Linked DNA regions of Sus scrofa: region 1 is linked to region 2. A link is a contact called in public HiChIP or PLAC-seq data. All regions are on one chromosome and are shown on one strand. Each heading gives the region's core, a stretch centred on a gene start, on an enhancer-like site or on the middle of the called end of the contact. The rest is flanking DNA. Distances are from core to core; before and after follow the strand shown. Region 1 overlaps CCDC141 (coiled-coil domain-containing protein 141). Region 2 holds the start of TTN (titin).

Region 1 (2,924 bases), core at 384-2,883, 120 kb after region 2:
ATGTATCAACCCATCTAGATAGACCAAGGACTCTGTGAGGTACATATTATTATTATTTCTATTCTACAGGTTAGAAAGCCAGGTAAACAGGGAAGTTAAGTAACTTCTCAAGGTCACAGAGCTGATAAATGTCTGAGACCAGATTCATACTCAGGCAGCCTGGCTCCAAAATCCATTATATTATTTTACAAAAGTGTCATCCTGGCAAATGTTTCTAAACATTTGCTTAACATTTCACAATTCCATTCATTTATTTACACCCCAATTCTCCCCTGAAAAGATTTTGGACATTTATCACCAATTTTAAGGACTTGCATTACTGAATATTCCCTGAAGTAGCTAGGAATTGTTAGACCATTTTAGAAATGAGAAACTCAGACTCAAAATGTAAATTGAGTTGTCCTATGGCCAATCATTTACTCATTCATCCAACAAAATGTTTAGAACACTAGGTGGCATCCGAAGATGATTAAGACATAATCTCCCTCTAGGGAGCCCAGAGAAATACTATGGGGATAATAAGAAACAAGCAACGAATGCTGCCTTGACACCTCTCAGAGGAGGTGATATGGGTGATGACAAGTCTCTTTCTACAGTGCCAATCTCTTTCTCAGATATGGCACAGAGACTGAGCTTGACTTTTGTGTTCCTTGTGTATTCAAGTAATTCAGCTCTCTTTCAAAACGATCTCATCCCAATTACCTTGGATCAAGAGAATCTCTTACTAACAATGTAGTGTAGTTAGTTGGCCTTGAAACTCCATGGTGTCTAATATTCCGCCACTTTCAATCACTCTAATTACTGAGATGTACTATCTGGAAGACACTGTTCTGAGTGTTCTAGTAAACATAAAGTAAAATGGACATGCTTCTTTCCATGAAGGAATTTTAATTTAGCAAAGGGAAGTAAATCTATCCAGAAATATCTGTAATGCAAAGAAGAATATATTTATTGCCAATGGAGGGGTGAAACAGTCTGAAATTATGCATGGAAGGGAAACCAATTAAAACATTTATGCCCTAGATGTCGGTGAATAACTTTATTGTGAAAGATACTCATGAGTGAGTGACAATAAAATTGAGTGTCTTGATTACAAGATTATTAAATATAATAATTATTAAATTATTAAATAAATAAAGCCCCTGAGTTGGGGGCTATCATGAGACATGTAAGACATTAAATGTATTCCTTGATTTTGGTAATTTTTCTATTTTAGATAGATATTTAATAATTGTATTATCAATGATTTAGCTGTGTTTATATCAAATATTTAATGTAGTTTAAATAGCCTGTCCCTGAGCCCTAAAAGCAAAGCTTTTAAAACCATTCTGAGGGGGAGTACAGGCGGAGAGTAAATTAAGATATCATCTACTTATATATGAGGAGGCTTGTCTCATCATGACTTTTTCAAGACCTGAATACCTCTGCATATATAAGGACATGTTTAACACAAAATAGAAGCTCCTTAGCACCTTCCTGATCCCCCTGCCTCTCTATCACTTTCTGCCTCTCATCAATCTCAGCTTACATCCTACACTCCTGGCAAAATAAATTACCTTAGGTTCCCCAGACATGGCACAGACACTCTACCATGCAACCTTCCAGATTTAGCTCACTAGTCTCCTCGTCTAGAGAAGCCTTGCTTGACACTTTCCCCGGGTCAGGTTGGGATATCTTCTCTGTGTTCCCTGACGCTCTAGGATTACTCCATCTTGACCTTTCCCACAGCACACAACACTTCTGTTTCCCTGTCTCTCCTCTAAACTAGGCTGATGGGTCTTGAAGGCAAGGATTATATATTTCATTGCTTTAGTTAGGTACTCATGATGCATGACAACAATGGGTATATAACATATTAACTGAATGCAAACGTGAAAGAAGGGAGGTGGTAAAGCAAACTGTTTTTCTAGGAGAAAGGGAAGTTGATTTGGAAATAAGAAATCTGGGGCAGGCTGCTTAAAAATTATGCAACTGAAAGTAATTACAGTTTCCTTGATGTCTAATGACAATTAGTTTAATTTCTTGAATTCATTTTTATCACCTCAACAAACTCCTTCTGGATAATATTTTTTGGATTCTCTACTTGGACAGATTTCTTCTTTCCATCTGTCCTGAAACTGGACCATTATAAGTGTGCCCACCTCTGGGCTAAAATGTATCTATTTGGAAAAAAAGTAGAATAGTGTGTATTCTAAAAATGTACCAAACTCAAAGCTTAATTATTTTGTTTTCATCTGAAACAATACTGCTATAGGTTTACTTTTATGTATGTATCACTATAAATATCTTGAAAAAGCAACAACATCTTTTTAAAAGACATCAACTTTTCAGAGGTGATGGCAGAAGCAGTTAGAAGCCATGATAATTAGCACATTTAAAAGTGCTTCTGATGTGTTTTTCTGGCTGCCCCAACTTTTGCTTCATCTGAGCTTATAGGCTGATCACCCAAGAACCAGATCATGTGGTTTTGGACTCAGTCTCCCCTCCTTACTATCCCCAATGAAATCATATGCCTGGGACTGGAAAGCATGGGAGTGAAACTTTGTGACCCATCAGCCATGATTTATAGCTTTAGGTTCAATCATCACTGTCATATAAATAGAGGCTCCTACTGTTCTGCTTTTGAAATATATATATTTATCTCTGTTTGATTCAAACCACATTTCCTAAACAATGATAAATAACTTTTCAGGTAATCAATACATGCTAACTAGAGATTCTTTTTTGTCATCATGCTAGAAATATAATAAATAAGATCATCTATAATCATGAAAGATGAAAATTTGAGGAGATCAAGATGAATTATTATAATAGGTGTTATGTTCCTATTTCAGGCCAGGTACTCATAACTCTTAGCAACATCTGGTAATTAGAGAAACTTTTCTCCAGTCAGCTCTCATCCAGTGCTGACAAGCTATATTTGT
Region 2 (2,961 bases), core at 440-2,939:
GGAAGGCTGGTCTGAAATGTAGTTGAAGTGAAAACACCTATGCTTTCATAGCATAAATATTAAAAATCAAAGAAATGAATATGGAATTGGTAGGTTCTTTAAGTTGAAGAAAATAATTTGCCTATCAGTTTTAGATTATGTGAAGAATTGCATAAATACCTTACTACATAATGTGACCATACCACTATTCTGATATAAAAAGCAGATTCTCAGTTGTCAATTGCTTCATTACTATTTTTCATAAAATTCTCTACTTATTAAAACTTTATGGAGCAATAATCCTTCTAGTGATAATTCTGTACTTTACTGTAACTTTTTTACTTAGTTAAAAAGAAAATGAAACTAGAATTCTCTGAGACAATAAAATTTACATTTAAAAAATTCAGATAATATCCAAAAGTTTTTTTTTTGTGTGAAACTGTTGTCAAGAACTTCTTAATGTAGCATATTATCTTTAGGACACAGAAATAACTTTGTGTCTAACTTTTCCTATTTCTAAAGTAGTGAATCTTCTAAAAATAGCTGTATTCTTTTACACCATTCATATTTTATTTACCTATCTATTTGTGGGCATTTAGAATTTGTAATCTAATTCCAGGAAGATGGGAAACCAAGGTCGAATTTGAAACAAGAAGCCTCTAAAACATTATTTCTTACCCTTCTTAGCATCACCATTTATCTCACCTCATCTAATTTGACTGAGTTGAATTAAAGTGCATGATAAAATTCTGGGTATTTTAGAAAACAGTTATAGAGCTTTCCTTTTTTCTTCAAAATTTCTAAATGTATTGTAATTAACTGCCATAAATTGGTCTTCTAGTCCCATCTTTTAGGTAAATTTGGTTGCTTTGGCACTTGCTCTAGAGAGGCCTTTGTCTAATTAGGTCTGAAGGTATGCATCTAAAATGTCATGTTCCCAAAATAAACTCTCCAGCGATGACTGACAGCAGGCAAGTGTTCTGTCACTGTCCTGCAACTGATACCTCAGCAGTTGATTCCCTTAAAAAGTCATCAGGGTGTAGCCGATAGCACATGCATTTTATCAGAGCTATTCTTGGTGTGTCTCACTTTATCACTGAGTAATATAACCTTGAACATTCTCAACAGACCAAAAAAAAAAAAAAAAAGTCTATAAAAGTAGCAAACATTTCTATCACCATTTAAACACTCTGAATCACTGACTGCACCACTATGCTAAAAGATTGAGCTTTTTAAATAAAAGAATTCACATATTTTAAAACCAAATCGAACAAGCAGATTCAAATAGTGGATTAGCACTAAGTATTTAGACAATCCTCTCTATGGAGGCATTTAGCAAAGAAAGATACTTGGGATCTAGAAATTAATAAGGAAGGGACTCTATGAATAAGAAAAAGAAATGCTGCTCACCTGATTTCTCAAGAGTGCCCAAAAGGGTGGGACTAAGCCCAAGGTTACTTCTGAAACGACGTCCTATCTAGAGTTGGTTTTTTCGACCATCTCCAACATGAATCGGTGAGCCTCTAAACTTAAAAACAAAACTACACAGTTAGGACTGTGTAGTTTTGCTTTTCTATGCAATCCCTACACCCGAGGCGAGGCTGGGAATGCACGACTGCTCAAGAGCCAGGGTTGGGCCCTGCCCTTATATTTGCCAGATCTGCTGACAGCCCCACATCCTTCAGCTGGGCACCCGGTGATTGGCTCTCCTGGGAAGGCATGCTGGGAGAGAGACCTATTTGGTAGTGGCTCATACCACCTGTTCCTCTGATTGGCAGTGCTAAATTTAGCACCTCAAAAGAGGCTTTCCCAAGGAAATAGAACCGTATTTAAAGAATAACTGTTGAGACTTAAAGAAGAGCACTTGCTACTCCTGTTAAAATCTGAAAACGGTGGTCTGAGGAGAGTTTGTGACAGTTGAAGACACTTGTGGGCAATCATATAAAAAGCCCCAAACCTGAGGGCTCTGCCCTGCCTCAGGCCTCGTTCCTATTCCCTTCCCCCATGCAACCAACCAAATGGAACTGTCAATCAAGACAACAGATGAAGGAATTTATCTCATGGATAACACCTCACCTTCTTTGGAAAATCAGTGCCTAAAAACCTCAGCATTGAGGGGAGCTCATTTATACTCTCTGGGTTCTCCAGAATCCACTTGCAGTTCAGAGAGAATTAAGCCAATGTTAATGAGCTAAGTGTTTATACAGCCCTGCAAGAAGTAATGTTGAAAGACAAAATCTGAACTCTGCTTAGATTCAGTCTGTAGAGTATAATGATTTCTTTTTTTCAGATTTCATTTTTTTGGCTTTAATATTTACAAATATACCTGCACTGATTTTTAATGAGTAGCCAAGTCTATTGTTTAAATCATCCATAGGATTCTTTTTTGGGCACATGAAGGCTGCTTTACTAATCTCTGGAGTTTGCTGTTACAATGGGAAGTGGTTAGGAGATGATAGAGTTGCTATTTTAGGACTGAATTTAATTTCAAGCAAGAGATGTTTCAAATACAAAAGAGCATACCAAAAGAGCTTTATAATAGTTCAGCTGAGAGATTTGTAAAACTTCACAAAGAGGGAAGAAAATTGTCTGGTTGATAATGAAAAGAGATTTTTCTTAATAAAGTAGGCTAAAATCTTAAAATTTAAGTTAAATTTATTTATGTCTGAAATAAAAATATCTCCTGATGCAGAAGAACTTGGCCATGGATTAGACTTTCCAACTTCTTATTTCATACTTTGTAATTATTTCTATTGTGATAAACTTTTTAACATTAAACAGAACTAAAATATACTGGCCAACTTATGTACTACAGCTACAAAGACTAGATAATGTATTTATTTAATGATTTCTTTTCTTTACTTAAACAGTGATGTCTGTATTGGTGGTATCACTTTTCCCGCTATAGACTCTACCAAAATCTTATTTGATTTCTTTATTCAGAAAAAACTAGTTTCATGTTATAGAGCTTAAAAATTATTC

Evidence for each region. HiChIP or PLAC-seq counts read pairs in DNA pulled down with a chosen protein or histone mark.
Region 1: a contact with region 2 is called in an H3K27ac HiChIP or PLAC-seq map of skeletal muscle, with 7 times the contacts expected there. The contact joins the enhancer-like site here to the promoter of TTN in region 2. A contact is called at or near these places in 1 of 5 promoter capture datasets (liver), 8 of 47 Hi-C or Micro-C datasets (embryonic fibroblasts, epiblast stem cells, liver and 2 more) and 1 of 2 datasets of contacts at active chromatin or transcription factors (skeletal muscle).

Annotation. Positions count from the first base shown.
Region 1 is chr15:84,618,903-84,621,826 of Sscrofa11.1, forward strand. All of the region lies in intron 10 of CCDC141 (coiled-coil domain-containing protein 141), which reads right to left. Among named protein-coding and RNA genes, the nearest start is that of TTN, 120 kb to the left of the region's middle. Within about 2 kb of position 1,634, at least 1 of the 83 cell types and tissues checked has an H3K27ac peak or open chromatin away from gene starts, as enhancers often do. A contact at or near this core is called in skeletal muscle, where this site is marked.
Region 2 is chr15:84,499,631-84,502,591 of Sscrofa11.1, forward strand. It overlaps TTN (titin), which reads right to left and starts at 1,690. Exons shown (of 321, transcript XM_021075901.1): 1 at 1,390-1,690.